Linked DNA regions of Mus musculus: region 2 is linked to region 1. Evidence: chromatin contacts called from public promoter capture Hi-C data. All regions are on one chromosome and are shown on one strand. The core of a region is the stretch at or near the end of the contact, and the rest is flanking DNA. Distances in the headings are between cores, read along the strand shown. Region 1 holds the start of Agpat1 (1-acylglycerol-3-phosphate O-acyltransferase 1 (lysophosphatidic acid acyltransferase, alpha)). Region 2 holds the start of Stk19 (serine/threonine kinase 19).

Region 1 (7,557 bases), core at 3,436-5,935:
TACTTGGCACTGGAGCTGCAGAACCACAGGGTGGACAGCAGCAGGAGCAGCAGCAGCAGCAGCGCCGTCCAGGCCCCGGGCCACAGCTCCATTCTGGTCACCTGTGGACGGGAGGAACCACGTTAACCAGGCACAGTGGGCAAGGCTCAAAGATGTTCCAGGGATCCAGAATGGGGAGGAATCCAGTCAGACAGCTCCTCTCAGCCGCCCCAGGACTCTTAGATGCAGACAGACAAGAGCCCCAAATGCACACATTCTCAGGTAAGTGAAGGGGGACAGCAGCGAGCGATGCTGGTGGCTAACACGGTGGCTGGGAAGCACTATGGTTTTTGAGGCAAGTGGACCTGGAACTCTGTAGCCCAGGCTGGCTTCTAATTCATAGCGACCGACACTCCTCTGTCTCCTACACGCTGAGGGGACAGGTATGGGGCACCACAACGTGCTCTGAACAGATAGTCTATACATGTACCGCTCACTTCCAATGGAGAGGGACTGAGTTTGTTAAATGCACACCAGACTCGTGAGGACTCTGGGTGAAAAACAGGCCAGTAAACCATCCCATAACACTCGCCCCACCTCCCAGTGCGGGGCCCTGCGCATGCGAGGTAAGAGTTCTACCACCTGACCTAATCTTTTACCCATTCCTTCTGGTTCTACTGGCTTCGGTTAAAGAGACTAATAAAATGAACTTCACTGTTTCTTTTTGCCTTTTATTCTGTGGTTATCAAAAGTTGAAAACTAACCAAGGGCAGCTCCATTTGGTGTCTGGTGGACAGCGCTGGTCTATGTGGCATGTTAAACTCTATGTATGGCCCACACAGTCGTTTACAACCTGCACCATTGGTTTCACAAGAAATGGCTCCAGGAAAGAGCTTCACCTCAGGCTACTGAGCTCCTAGGCAGCAGCTCCTCGAACAAACCTAATCCTCCTGTGCTCCCAAACCCGACTACACTGTCACTGCACGGACACACACACATGAGCACACACACACACACACATGAGCACACACACACATGAGCACACACACACACACACACACACACACACATGAGCACACACACGCAGCAGACATGGGAACAGTGCCCAACAAACGCTGTAGTTCAAGTGGCAAGAACTGAGGCTCATGTCACAGATACAAAAATCTCCAAATGTAGAGACTAATACTCACACACACAAACACACACAAACACACATCATCCTGTGCTCCCGAACCTTACTATACTGTCACTGCATGGACACACACACACACACACACACACACAAAATCAGACATGGAAACAGTGCCCGACAAACGCTGTGGTTCAAGTGGCAAGACCTGAGGCTCATGTCACAGATACAAAAGTCTCTGCATGCTGAGACTAATATAGTTACACACACTATCAAACCTGGTGACAGATACAGTAAGCTCATATCTAGAAAACTCTCTCCTCCCCAGGTGGAGAACTTTGTGCCCCTATCCCCAACATACCAAGGTGCTTCCACAGACAGGCAAAGAAACCCAACCTTCCCGTCTTCCCTTCTAGCCTCATGGAGGCAGTGAGGGCGGGCAGGTTGTGTGAGAGGTCATATCAAGGAAACAGTACAAGGAACTTTTAATGCCTGCCAGGGCAGGAAGAGGCTCGAGCAGGAAGAGGTGCAGGAGAGCGTGCAGAACCTGCCTTCTGGGCCCTTCCTCTTTACTCCCCTCTGCTCCACTGCTGGAGGCAGCCTCACAGGTGATAAAAAGGCAGTTCTATACCTGTCTCTCCATGTAGGCCAAAGGCTCTTCCTTCCTTTCAGAGGAAAGCCTGCCCCCACCCTTACCCCCCAGAACTCCAAACAGTGGGCTTTCTAACTGCTCTGCCCAGCATCTTTGATCCCTGGGCTGTACGCTGCTTGTGGGCAGTGTGCCTTCCATCCCTCCTCACATGGCTGCCAGAGATGCTGTCACCTCAGTCTGAGCATCTGTCTCTCCAAAAGACCTTTCTTGGAAAGTTGACTTGCACTTCTTTGACCCTGTCTCCAAAATGATTTACTTCACGTCCCTAGATTTGCCACAAGACCTCCATGCTTCTGCGCTTTGACTACGCTGTTCTCTCTGGCTGGCAGGCCCTGCCTCCTCTTGCCTCACCTAGGCCGGCACCACTTTCCCAATGCCTTTTGGGACCTGAACAGGCCCACGTTTTCATTACAAATTTTCTCGATTGCCCTTGCATATCCCCAGACTGGTCGTTAACTATGCTCCTGCCTGCCCTTCCCGAGTGCTGGGACCAAAGGTGTGTGCCACCACACTGGTATGATCAGTGGTTGTCAAGGCCTAAAAATATAAACTTGTGTGCCTCACCCACACAGCGTGACCCTGGCACCAGGCCAACATGTATGTTAATGTGCCTTCCAGGTAAGTATGAGGCTCGATGGTCTTGCCAAGTACTGATGGTGATAACACGCTTTGGGTTAATGCTCACTGGTTTTTTTTCTGCCTAGCTTCCTTCAGACTGTAGGAGACTTCAGGCCAGGGATTCTACCTTATTTTCAGTGCCCACCAGAAGCAGGTACAGAGGATGCTCAGCAAACCCTGGTGACGGGATTATTTGGCCACAGACACCACCACAGTTGTTCAGCTAGCACTAGGCAGCGCGGTTCTTGTTTCTGCTTCCTCTCATTTTGCTTCTGCAGTGCCGAGATTTTCTGTGCTGGGCAAGTGTTCTCAGCGTCATCGATGGCTACCTTCTTTAGGTATAGTAACTAGAAAAGGTCACCTCCCCCGCCCCAAATACTGACGACAGCAAGAAGACTTAGAGCAACCCACTGTAAATATACAGGGCCACAGGGAAGCCACAGTGACGGAAGCCACATCGCGAAGATGCCATCTCACACAGCATGCACCACGGAACCAACATGCCACCACACTTGTCATCAAACGTGCCAACCCTGCAAAGAGTGGGGCACAGAGAGTGGTCCATCCATATACACGGGCACTGTAGGCTTGCCACAGGACAGACTTGCATTAGATGTGACTCAGAATATAAATACAGCCCACGGAGAGAAACAGATGTGAAGAGACAGGTCAGGTGGTCAGCCAAGGAAGAACGGTTCTTTGGAACATGGGTGTTGTGTCACATGCATGTAAGGAATACCAGGCTAGCCTTGGCTAAATGTCAAGCTGAGGCCAGCATAAGGTATGTGAAACTGCCAAGGCCCCCGGGGTGGGGGATAAAAAAGAAGAAAAGAAAAAGAATCCTTAGCTGGACATGGTGGCATACACTTTTCATACCAGCACTCAGAAGGCAAAGACAGGCAAGCTTGAGGCTAGCCAGGAAGGACTACGTTGAGACTCTGTCTCAAGACAAAACAAAAAATACTTTGCAGAATTAACAATACTTGTGTAACACTTGGTTTGAAGAAGGCATTGTCTTTAGACAGAAATGTTTGAAGATCCATAAACACATTGGAATGGCAAATGGGTTAATGAGCATACAATCAATCAATCACACCGACAACGAATTTACAAAATAAATGGCAGGTGCAACCAGTACATGCCACCGTTGTGCCACATCGATGTGTCGTCACACCATGCAGATCTTTGGTGAGAGCCACACCTACTAAACAGGTTACTGTGGTCACAGGGCTGAACCACTGAACCCCACAGGCAGAAGAACCCTGCACCCTCTGGAACTGAACACCTGTGAGGCTGAGGGACCAAGCTAAGGCAAACGGGAAGCCCCAGGGCAGGTAGGCCGCACGGAAACACCCAACAGGTGAAACATACCAAGTCCTCACACAGATTTGACCCTGGAGCGTGTCACAAACTGAACTTGGGGCAATGGGCGTGAAAGCGGATAGCCATTCTGATGGGGTTTTAAACGTCATTCTCTACAGCCCATGGAAAGCACAGCACAGGGCTGCACAGAAGCCGGGCATCCTATCCAAGGCGCCGGACCTCCCACAGGCCACTCGTGTGCTAGTGAGGGGCTCTGGGTGGAAGGCCGCTTCCAGATCAGTGCTGCTTCCGTGTGAGAGGTTAGCGGGTGCCTGACAGCAATTCCTAGGAAGCAGTCCTGGCCTTCTCACCGCCACCCAGAAGTCATGTGGGGCCAAAAAGCAGCAGAAGGGCTGGGAAACCCGAAGGGAATCCCCTTTTCAAGACTCGTCCCCTTGTCCACACCCCCGTCCCAAATTCCGAGTTCCCATCCCTCCTCTCGCCCGCCTCTGCACTCTGAGCAAGGCCCCCAACCTCGGAGCCTGTTCCCAGCCTTCGTCGCTCCCATTCTTCCGCTCAGGCCCCTCTCCCCAGCAACCCTGTCCCCAGCCGGCCCTCCCGGCCCCATCTCTCCCCATCCCCGTGCCTCTCGGCCCCCTCCTCCCACAGCCTCCCACCCCCTTCCCGCCCACACCTCAATGGGGCGGGGAGCCTGGGGGACGGGCCCCCTCCCCAGCCAGGCTGCGGCAACGGTGGTGGCGGCTGGCTGTATCTCTGTCTCGGTGTCGGTGCCAAGGGGGCGACAGGATTTGGGGATGTCCTAGCCCCGGCCGATGGAGGGGTGGTGGGAGTGGGAAGCTGGGCCCATATCGGTAGGAATGGTGGGGGGCAGTACCCCCGACACCCTCCCTCCCTCCCTGCCGGCTCTCTGAGGGTCGGGGCTACTGCCGCCGCTATCTCCCCCACCCCTCCCAGCGCCTGCTGACTTCCGGGGCTGGCCAGGAAGTGGGGGTCTATGATGGGCAGCGGGCCTCGCCAATCGCCTCTTCAGAGACCCGCATCTCCTCCCCATGCCTGCCGGGCCTCTCGCTGGCCCCGCCCCAGGGAGCTCAGTGGCGCTCGCGGCCTCGGTCAGCCTCATCGCTCGGGCCACCGGTTTCAGCACCGGTGACCCCGGCTCCCTCGCTGCTCTATTCCTCTGCCCCGTCTAGCTTCGCTCGCACGCTCTCTGAACCCGTTGCCTTTCTTTGAACCCCAGCGCTATGTAACTCTAGGATCCCCAAACACTTCCTCCTGCCTTTCCTGTCTCCCATTCAATCACAAACGTTTATGAAGTACCTTCTGAATTCAAGCAGTAGGCTCACCTTTTTCTGCTCAGGCCTCGGGCTTTCCCTGAATAGCTCTCCAGCTTTCTGTCCACTTGCCCTTTGTCCCGGGTCTCCATCTCCTCCACCCACCTTTAGTCTTTAAAGATAAAGGAGCCCTCTGACCTTCTCTCCCTTTCAACCTTGTTTTCCTACTTAGTACTTTCCTAGTTCTTCATTCACCCAATCTGAGCCAACCACTCCCCCCCCCCCCACACACACACACACGATCTGGCCGCTGGCTTTTGGTGGTGTATGCTTGTTAACAGCAGTACATGAGAGCCTCGGGCAAGAGTATCCGAGTTTGAGGCTATAGCTGAGACCTGTAAGAAGCTAAGTCCTTTCGATGGAATTCGAGCAATAAAACACTGCTTCCTAAGGGTGATAAAATGGTGGGATGTGCCGCGTATCTAACTGGCCAAACCCTACTTCCCTCTTCACACTCTGGACGAGTCCATCGTTCCTACCTCCTATTCGCCTATTCTGCATCTAAACCTCTTCAATACTCCAGATCCTCGCTTCTCCGTACCTCCTCCTATAGAGAGTCCCAGCTTCTCACCTTTCTTTATTCCTCAGTCACACAGGTCCTTTATCAAGGTATTGAATAATCCTTAGCTAGCGTGTTCTCGTCTCCCGCCCATGGACACCTTTGCCCTGGGTGATTTACATGGCTTGGTGAAGAGCCCTTGCGAATGCGAGGACTGTTACCTAATTCTGGGCCTTGGGCCATAGTGAGGGTCACTGAGTGCTGGAAAGGCCCTAGCTGCCAGCCGTCCAGCCAGGAAAAAGATCCAAATCTATGCAGGGCAAACTACAAGGAAGGGGCGGATCTACCCCATTCTACGGCGGGTCACCTAGGGGTCGGCCTCTGTCCTTTGGGCGCCCACTCCCAAGAGGGTGGAACCAGTCCTTTTCTGCTTGTAAGGTTTAGGACGGAGTGGGGGTCCACTGTGGTCTGCTGTGTCACATTACAACGGTGGGCCTTTGGCTCGGTCCTGCTGTGAGAATCACCTAGAGAGGCTAAGTCGTCCAACCGAGAGAGTGGGGTTAACACCGGCGCCACAGACCGACGGCCGCACCATCCACGCGTCGGGCTAACCCCAGCTCTGCTCCCCGCTTCTCCGAGAGGGAGGGGCGGACCCAAGGTCTTCCCTCTACGTCACCCAAGGAGGCCGGAGCCATCTTGAACCCTGCGACCCTGGTACTTCTGCCCTTCCCCCTCCCCCCTTAGCTCTGCACCGTCTCTCCAGATCTCGGCCAATCAGCGGCGGAGTAAACCGCCCAATCAAGCGGAGAGAGTCCGGGCGGAAAGACCCGGATAAGGCCGAGTCGAGGCCTTTGAACCTAAGGCCCCGCCAATAGCGGAGGGGTTGCCATGGTGACGAGAGAGAGCGAGTGAAGGGGCGGGACTGGAGTCGACACCGCCTTCGTCTGGGTTGGCCTATTCCACGCCCCCCCCCCCCGCTTATTGCGCATGCTCATTCTTCCGTGTCATGCCAGCCAATCATTTGATTTGGAACCATTCGCTCTAAAGTCCAATAGGAACCCGGACCTTCTAAGAAAGAGGAAGAGAAGGAAAAAAAGAGGCTTATGGTGGGCGAGTTCTGTAGGCCTGAGCCAATCCCTTCTGAGCTTTGGTTATGACTGGCAGCTGAACTGACGAATCAAAGCCTCTTTAGCTGAGTGACAACACAGGCCTAGCTCATTATGACCAATCCCTCGGCAGTGCATAGTTACTGAAGCCCTATCAGCCAATCATCATCGTGCAAGGGTAGGGGCCCCACACACACCTTTTTCCGCCCCCACTCTTTGGATCAATCGTGTCCTTTGAATTCTATATGATTGGCAGGTACCTCGACCAATAATGATGAGAAAAACTTGAAGTTTGCCCAACGATCCTGGGCCGAAGGCGGACCTGCTTTGTTGGGGCGTGAGTGTGTGTGTGCCTGTGTGTGTGCCCTGTGTTAGTGTATATGTGTGTGTGCCTGGGGGTACTGAGGGCTACGTGGGGGCGAAGCAGAACTTGCCATGGCAGCAGCGGAGGAAGAAGACGGGGGCCCCGAAGGGCCAAATCGCGAGCGGGGCGGGGCGAGCGCGACCTTCGAATGTAATATATGTCTGGAGACAGCTCGCGAAGCTGTGGTCAGCGTGTGTGGCCACCTGTATTGGTGAGAATCCGAGTCAGGGGCTTGGGGTGAGGCGGCGGGGTTCGTCTTTGTGCTGGGGAGGCCGAGAGCGGGGACCATGCAGTTTTTTTCAGATGACCAGAGGGCATATGTCCCACCCCACCTCCCCACATACACGTAGGGGAGGCCTAAAGTGAGGACTTGTGTCTTTGCTGATGTATGTAGATGGGGTGGGGGTGCGGGAAGGGTCACATCTGTGCAAATGAGATATCTTTCCAGGGAGGGTCCTATGAGCTGGTGCATGGTATGTTATGAGGAGGAATGGGAAATGGGGGACGCTGCATATTCCTCCATTCGAGACCTGAACCACAGTACCCCGTTAGACCT
Region 2 (7,557 bases), core at 3,510-6,009, 230 kb before region 1:
TGGGGATGTGGAGATGGTAGAAGGGACATTGGGTCACACTGGTGCTCCTAAACTTAGTCCATGTGTCCTGATCTTGCATCCTCCTATGTCCCCCTGTGCCTGTCCTGTTCTCCAGCGACGCATCATGGAGTCTGTGAATGGGCTGAAATCTCTCTCAGTGGGAAGGGTGGTAGTTGTGAAGAATGAGGAACATCACAATGCACTGGGTGTGATCCTGCAGGTGAGGACGAGAGGGCTCAGCACCACAGTGGGAGGCCTGGCACTGTCGTTCCGTTGGCTCAGGCATGTTATGATTCTGGTGTGCTCATTTTTGCTCTTGTTACCACTTTGTCCTTGTGCCTGGCCCTCAAGCTGCTCTAATTGCTTGGCGTGGCCACCCCTCCACAACTCAAGGGCTCTGTGTGTGGGTCCCAAAGCCTGTCCTGGACTTTTGCCTTCTATAGGTCTCCTCAAACTCCACCAGCAGGGTATTTACAACATTGGTCTTGTGTGATAAGCCTGTTGTGTCTGATAACCCAAGGGACAAGGGGCCAGCCACTCCAGATGTGCCCCACCCAGATGACCTTATAGGCTTCAAGCTGTTCCTGCCTGAAGGTGAGGTGAGAGGCAGGCAGTGCCTGAGCCACAGTGAGGCCTGAGTCATGTCGAGGCCTGGCCTGACCGGAGTCACTTCCCAGGGCCCTGTGAGCACACCGTGGCCAAGCTCCAGCCAGGAGATGTGGCTGCCATCTCTACCAAAGTGCTCCGGGTGAATGGGGAGAAGATCTCTGAGGACTTTAGCAAGAGGCAGCAACCAAAATTCAGGTCAGAGGCTTATTCCATGGAGAATGTACCATGAGTATGTATGTAAAAAGGGCCCGTGAAATGGGGTGTTGGAGGGACTTCCTCAGCCTGAGGGCAAAGCCTCTTGGCTCAGATCACAAAATCTGTCCCCCCTTCAGAAAGGACCCTCCCCTTGCGGCTGTGACCACTGCTGTTCAGGAGCTGCTGCGTCTGGCTCAGTCCTATCCAGCAGGACCCCCAACCCTTGACCCTATCAACGACCTGCAACTCAAGGATGTGGCAGTGGTAGAAGGTGGGCTCCGGGCCCGGAAGCTGGAGGAGCTGATCCGCGGGGCTCAGTGTGTGCACAGCCCCCGGTTTCCTGCCCAGGTAGCTCCTAGGCAGAGCCAGCTCCAAGTCCCCCAACCCTATGCCCAGTGCACTTGTGCTGAGGGCGAGGGGTGGTAACGGTCACTGCTGTGGCTTTTCTCAGTACGTGAAGCTGCGGGAGCGAATGCAGATTCAGAAGGAAATGGAGAGGCTGCGCTTCCTCCTGTCTGACCAGTCGCTGTTACTGCTCCCTGAGTACCACCAGCGTGTAGAGGTAAGTGGGCAGGATGGGTGTGTGAGGTTAGGGAAGCTCAGGGAGACAGCAGGCTCCCCAAACCTCCCCCTTCTGTGCAGGTGCTCCGGACTCTGGGCTATGTGGATGAGGCTGGCACAGTGAAGCTGGCAGGCCGAGTGGCCTGTGCCATGAGCAGCCATGAGCTGCTCCTCACTGAACTCATGTTTGACAATGCACTGAGCGCTCTGCGACCAGAGGAAATCGCAGCTCTGCTCTCTGGCCTGGTGTGCCAGAGCCCCGGGGACCCTGGCGACCAGCTCCCAAGTACCCTCAAACAGGTAGGGGCCATCACCCCTCTCCTGGATTATACATTGCCACCCCCACCCCTCCACCCTCTTCTCAGTCTTGGTAAAGGCCTCCCACAGTGTGTCTGATCTCCTCCTCAATAGGGGCCTCCCTGGTCCTGATGCTGGAGGTCTTAACCCTTCCTTCCTCCTCTGCAGGGGGTAGAACGAGTCAAAGCTGTGGCCAAGCGGATTGGCGAGGTTCAGGTGGCCTGTGGCCTGAACCAGACAGTGGAGGAGTTTGTGGGAGAGCTGAATTTTGGGCTGGTAGAGGTTGTGTATGAGTGGGCTAGGGGTATGGTAAGTGCCGGGTTTGGCAGTTGGCTGGTTGGGAGAAGCCATGCAAGACCTGGCACATTTAGTCTTCACTCTGCTCTTCCCATAGCCCTTCTCCGAGTTGGCAGGGCTCTCAGGGACCCCTGAGGGCTTGGTCGTCCGCTGCATCCAGCGTCTGGCTGAGATGTGTCGCTCGCTTCGAGGAGCAGCACGTTTGGTGGGTGAGCCTGTGCTGGGTGCCAAGATGGAGACGGCAGCCACCTTGTTACGGCGGGACATCGTCTTCGCAGCCAGCCTCTACACCCAGTAAAGGATGTGTGGATAGAAATGTAACAATAAGCTGGGTTGTAGTAGCAGCGAAGGGGCAGATAAATCTCTTTGAGTTTGATGCCAACCATGTTTTGAAAAAACTAAAAACAAACAAAAAAAACCCCCTAAAAACCCAAAAATATAAATAAAGAGCAAACCAGAGTGCTTGGAGTATGGTAACTTGGAACAGAGGTGACTCCATTCAGACACAGCAAGAGACCCACTTAGAAACACGCCTTTATTATCTGCACGGAGCCCAGACTTGTCCTCAGTCCTTGGGAGAGGGAGTCTTTGAGAGTGGTGGGAGGTCTTGGGTCATAGTCTCCACATACCATGAGGGCAGGAAGGCATAGGGTGCGTCACGATGGACAGACACAGTGACAGGGCCACCAGGTTCCCAGGAGAAGAGGTGGACAAGCCTGTGGAAGACAGAGGTGTGGGGTGAAGCCAGAGATTGAGCCGGGATCCAGAGGCAGTGCACAAACATGAAGGCCTTACCTGGGATCGTCCTGGACTACTGTGCTCTGGGCAAAGCTAAGGAAGGCAGCACAGAAGTTCATGCACACAGAGGGATTCCAGCCTTCTCGGTCATTCTGGAGGGGGCACAAGAGGCAGAAGACTGGGGGTGGAAAGAGGAAAAGGCAGGTGGCAAAGGGGCACTGGGTCTGAGGACTTGGTACAGGGGGTGGGGAAACAGATGGCCACTCTGACACCTGCCTTACCCTGACATTTTCAAACATCTCCATGGTAGGAAAGGTCTTTAAGGAACAGACGAAACCTTCTGGGTTCCGGAAGCCGGCAACAACATGTGGGACCCCCGGGAGGAACGACTGAGCCCACCATTTCAGCAACTTGTGTCTGACGGGAGAGGCAAAGGGTCAGCAGGACCCTCCACCCCCCCCAACCCCCCCCAACCCCCCCCCAACCCCCCCCCCCGTCAGTCCCGGCCCCGGCCAGAACCTGTAAAAGCTCCTCCACTGGCCAGGGCTGTGCATCTCCTTGGATGTCTTGAGCTCCACGTAGCAGGAGGGAGGCTGTGTGCAAGGAGCCTGGGGGTTCAGGCAGTCTACCTCCCCGGAGAACAGGAGAGGGTGGTTTCCCAGGCGGCTGCGTAGCACAGAGCAGTAGGCCACGTTGGTGTTAACTTCCCCAGAGGGGTCTGGGGAGCCTCCGGGTTTGTCTGCACAAGAAGAGAAGGCAGCAGCAGAGGAAGGGGATCTCGACCTCTGTGGAAGGGGAGAGGGACCGCACGGCTGCGACGACTCTCACCTGCGCACATGTACTGCTCAAATTTGTAGCCCATGTACATGAGCTCCCGGAGGAGGGGTGGCCGTGCAAGCCTCTGGGCCCGAGCAGCCGGGGTCTCCACCTCACTTAGGTACAGTGTCCCTTGGAACCGGGAGGCTGCCAGCTGCCAGCCCTCCTGCCGCTCATACGGCGTGGTCAGCAATTTTGTCAGGTGCCCTCTCCATGTCACCGTGGCCCCTGCCAGCCAGCCGGGACCCCTGGGAGGGAAGAATGCGGGGTTTATGGTCTGACTCGAGTTTTACTTCTGTTGACTCAAAGTCCCCACTAAAGACCATTTGGCTTTCCCAACTTCAGAAGAGAAAGCCGGGTCACCAGGTCAGCTTCTGCGTTGCACCGGGCTCACCCCTCCAGCTGGTTCCGGTGTTCCAGGACCCAGCGCAGCAAATGGTCCAACCTCTCTTGGACTTCCTCGTCCCGGGGCTGGTATCGGTCAGGGTATCCATCTCTGAGGTCAAAGTCCGGGCCTGGGCCGTTGATGGGAGGGGGGCTGTAGTAGCGGAGGGCTCGGGCATCTCCATGGTACTGGCGTTGTGCGTCCAGGGAGAAGCAGCCCAGTTCGGATGGACGCCGGTAGAACGGGAAGGGTCCCGAGTACAGAGAGGGCTGTGTCCGCAGTAAAGGGACTGCCCGGGGGAGTTTGTGCAAAGGCTTTTCCACCTCTGTCTTCTCCGCTTTTCTCTTAGTCCCTCTGGGTTCCATGAGGTCCTGCGAGGAAAGCGTTTCCAGTGGATAAGGAGCGAGTGAGCTTCCAGGTTTGGGCTCTGCGTGTCAGGAGCCGGGCGCCTCGTTCCCACCCACGGACCAACGAACGCGGCGAGCTTGAGGAGTTTGGGGGTTGAAGCTAAGACTTGGTTACCTCAAAGCTCCCCACCCTGACCGACCTCCACCTCCTCGAGGCTACGGCGTCAGGGCCGCACGTCAGAAGCCGGAGAAGGATGCAAACACGGAGTTGCTGTTTCTGATGACGCTCTCATCCGCCCTCAGCGTCGGAGTGGGCGAGGTCCGTCTGCACCGGAGCGGGAACCCAGGCGGGCCACTCGCGCCTCGGCGCGCCCCAGTGAGCGCTCTGGTCGGGAGCCAATCAGCAGCGGTGCGGGCGACGGAAGTGAGGCTGCCTTCGTCATCAAACTCAGACGACCAGCCAGAGGGCCCGTCGTCATTATTCTGTGCCGGAAGACGCGGTCTTCGGGACTCCTTTCCCGGAATCCTGAAATCCGGGTTATGAATCGCAAGAGACGGCTCCTGGCGTCTGAGGCTTTTGGGGTGAAGCGGAGGCGGGCGCCGGGGCCCGTGAGAGCGGATCCTTTAAGAACAAGAGCAGGTAACCATGGCAACCTGGGCGCGGAAAGCCCGAGGGTATCCACCCTTGGAGGAGGGGGGGGAGGAGGAGGAGGAGGAGGAGGACCTAGGGTAGTAACCATGGCAACCCAGGCGCTGGGCAGCGACTCTGAGGGCTGGGGCGTCCGAACCTCCGCGCTGTCTCCACCCTCGCTCTCCACCCGGACCTGACCACGCGCTTGCTCCACCACAGGCTCGGCGCGCGAGGCCATCGAGGAGCTCGTGAAGCTGTTTCCCCGGGGGCTGTTCGAGGATGCGCTGCCGCCCATCGCGCTGAGGAGCCAAGTGTACAGTCTGGTGCCAGACCGGACGGTGGCCGACCTACAACTGGTGAGCACCTTGGAGACCTTTGGCGTGTCCCCCCCCCACCAGCCCCGGCCCTCCGACCCGCAGCCTCGAGGGCACTCGCCAAGTCCCTGTCGCTCAGACACTCAGTCGTCCGTCAGCAGGCGTTAGGCCAAGGCAAATGCAGAGCAAATCCCAGGGGTTTGGAACTGCAGGCAGATGTCACATCTGACAGGTGATGGCTGTTAGAGAAGGTTAGTGAGCGCGGACAAAGGTGTACTGAAGGTCACCGGTGAGAGAGATTGACTGAAGGAGAGAGATGAGTCTAGTGTTAATTCCCAGATTTCCCAAGTGATCAGTTAGTGATTAGGGGATTGACTAGAGGAGGGAGGCACCGAGTAGCTGCTTGCCTGATGTGCGTACACTGAGTTGCAGATTATAGATGTATGAGACAGTGGGCTATGACGCTGCAGATCATTCTAGGCTGTGGTGCACAAGGCATAGGGGCTAAATGAGATACTTAGGGAGACTAGAGGAGTGATGTAACCTCGTGGCCAAGTTTAGAAGGCGATTGAAAGCCAGGGCCATGTCTCTTCACACAAAAAAAATCCACAGTGGGCAGATTTCAGTCTCTGTTTTATAGGAACTCTCAGACCTCTGCCTGAGTTGAAGGTCAGAACACTGTGAACGGCTCTCTGCTGCTACATACCTCTCTGGGCTCCTTTTAACTAGGGCAGTTCCTCCTTAGAGGCTGTCACAGATCCTTCTTGCTTAGCTTTGTCCTTATATTGTTACAGAGTTTCTGACCTTGATTCCTGCAGGTGACTTCTGACCTCCTCCTCAGGCCATGGCCCCTGTGCTTCCTTTTCTATAACTGTTTTTTTTTTTTTCTTTAAACAAAAAGCTTTCAGAGTTGCACAAGTTTTGTTTTAAGACAAGGTCTTAATTTGTAGCCCAGACTGCCTTAAACTTGATATTCTCCTGCTTTCATCTCCCTAATGCTGGGGTTTACAGTAGTCAGAAGGTTAACTAGAGGGAGTCTCTTCTTTCTTTGGAGAGGGGAGGATTGAACTTGGGTCAGCAGACTTGACAGCAGAGTCACCTCCTCAGCCCTGTCACCAGCTCTAAGAAATTTCTCTTGTCCTCTCTCATTGCTTTCTTCTGGCACTGAAATTACATAGACATCTTCTCTTTGAACCCCTTCAGACACTTCCATGTTCAATAGTTTTGGGCTTTCTTTTATAATTGTACTGTTTAGTTTCATCTTAGATTAATAATCTGTTCAGAAAGCTTAATTTCATTTGCTTGTGGCTATGTGCTTGTGAGCATGGGTGTGTGTACATGTGGGTTTGCACTCTCAGATGCCAGAAGATGGCACTTGATCCCTGGAGCTGGGGAGGTACAAGTTACAGGTGGTTGTGAGCCACCAGATGTGGGAGCTAGGAACTGAATGTGGGAGCTCTGCAAGAGCAGGAATTACTCTGCCACCGAGCATTGCTCCCACCCCAGATCGATAGTCTTTTATTCAGCTGTACTAAAGTATTTCACACTCATTGAAGTCTTAGTTTATTGTCTTCATTTCTCAGTTTTAAATTCTCTACTGGGACTTTTTTTTTTTTTTTTCTTTTTATGGGTCTTATTATGCAGCACTAGATGACCTGGAACTCAGTCTGTAGACCAGGCTACCCTTGAACTCATAGAGACCCACCTACCTCTGCCTCCTGAGCGCTGAGATTAAAGCTATGCACCACGGTGACTGACTGGGACATATTTAAGCCTATATCTTTTTTATGATTATTTTAAATTTGATTATTATTTTTGGCCATGTGTACTGCCATATGGCTTTAATCCCATTGCTCTAGAGGTAAAGGCAGACAGATCTCTGTGAGCTTAAGGCCAGCTTGGGCTACCTATTAATGTTCTATTTCCAAATTATATGTGTGCATGTGCAAGTTCATGTGTACATGCCACCATGTGTGTGTAGAAGTCAGAGGGTATTGTGTGGTTGAATTCCCTCCTCCCATCACGTGGATCTCAGGGGCTGACTCAAGCCCTGGGGCTCAGCAGCAGGCCACCTGACCCACTGAAACATCCCACCAGCCCTAAGCCTGCTATGTCTTTTTAGAATTTCCTACCAGTAGTTTCTCATCTTGTTTTTTTTTTTAACACGTCAGCATTAGCAGCATTATTTTAAGTCGTTTGAACTTCATGTAGTCGTACATCTTGCTAAGGTGTAGTGGGAGAGCTTACAGCGTGGAGTGACCAGTTATGAATCAGTGTCTTTACCATCATTTATCATTTACCCATGTCAAGAACCTTAAAACACCTCTTCGTTGTTTCTAAAATGCCTAATAAATAAATTGTTATTAG

Evidence for each region. Capture Hi-C pulls out chosen DNA fragments and counts their contacts.
Region 2: a contact with region 1 is called in a promoter capture Hi-C map of liver. The contact joins the promoter of Stk19 here to the promoter of Agpat1 in region 1. A contact is called at or near these places in 12 of 39 promoter capture datasets (the 3T3-L1 cell line, the C10 cell line, the HPC-7 cell line and 8 more), 1 of 15 datasets of contacts at CTCF or cohesin (the NIH/3T3 cell line), 10 of 484 Hi-C or Micro-C datasets (B cells, CD4 T cells, bone marrow-derived macrophages and 6 more), 21 of 115 datasets of contacts at active chromatin or transcription factors (the NIH/3T3 cell line, T-cell acute lymphoblastic leukemia, astrocytes and 12 more) and 5 of 9 other capture datasets (adipose tissue, embryonic stem cells, liver and 2 more).

The regions. Positions count from the first base shown.
Region 1 is chr17:34,602,989-34,610,545 of GRCm38.p6, reverse strand. Agpat1 (1-acylglycerol-3-phosphate O-acyltransferase 1 (lysophosphatidic acid acyltransferase, alpha)) reads right to left here and starts at 4,685. Exons shown (of 7, transcript NM_001163379.1): 1 at 4,375-4,685; 2 at 1-101. The coding sequence starts at 92. Rnf5 (ring finger protein 5) reads left to right here and starts at 6,985. Exons shown (of 6, transcript NM_019403.3): 1 at 6,985-7,212. The coding sequence starts at 7,073.
Region 2 is chr17:34,834,105-34,841,661 of GRCm38.p6, reverse strand. Stk19 (serine/threonine kinase 19) reads left to right here and starts at 4,759. Exons shown (of 7, transcript NM_019442.3): 1 at 4,759-4,885; 2 at 5,096-5,232. The coding sequence starts at 4,786. Dxo (decapping exoribonuclease) reads right to left here and starts at 4,643. Exons shown (of 7, transcript NM_001163770.1): 1 at 4,446-4,643; 2 at 3,908-4,269; 3 at 3,526-3,761; 4 at 3,217-3,436; 5 at 2,979-3,114; 6 at 2,755-2,849; 7 at 2,476-2,675. The coding sequence starts at 4,263. The coding sequence ends at 2,525. Skiv2l (superkiller viralicidic activity 2-like (S. cerevisiae)) reads left to right here. Exons shown (of 28, transcript NM_021337.2): 21 at 116-220; 22 at 444-594; 23 at 678-804; 24 at 942-1,152; 25 at 1,256-1,366; 26 at 1,447-1,665; 27 at 1,831-1,971; 28 at 2,057-2,436. The coding sequence ends at 2,257.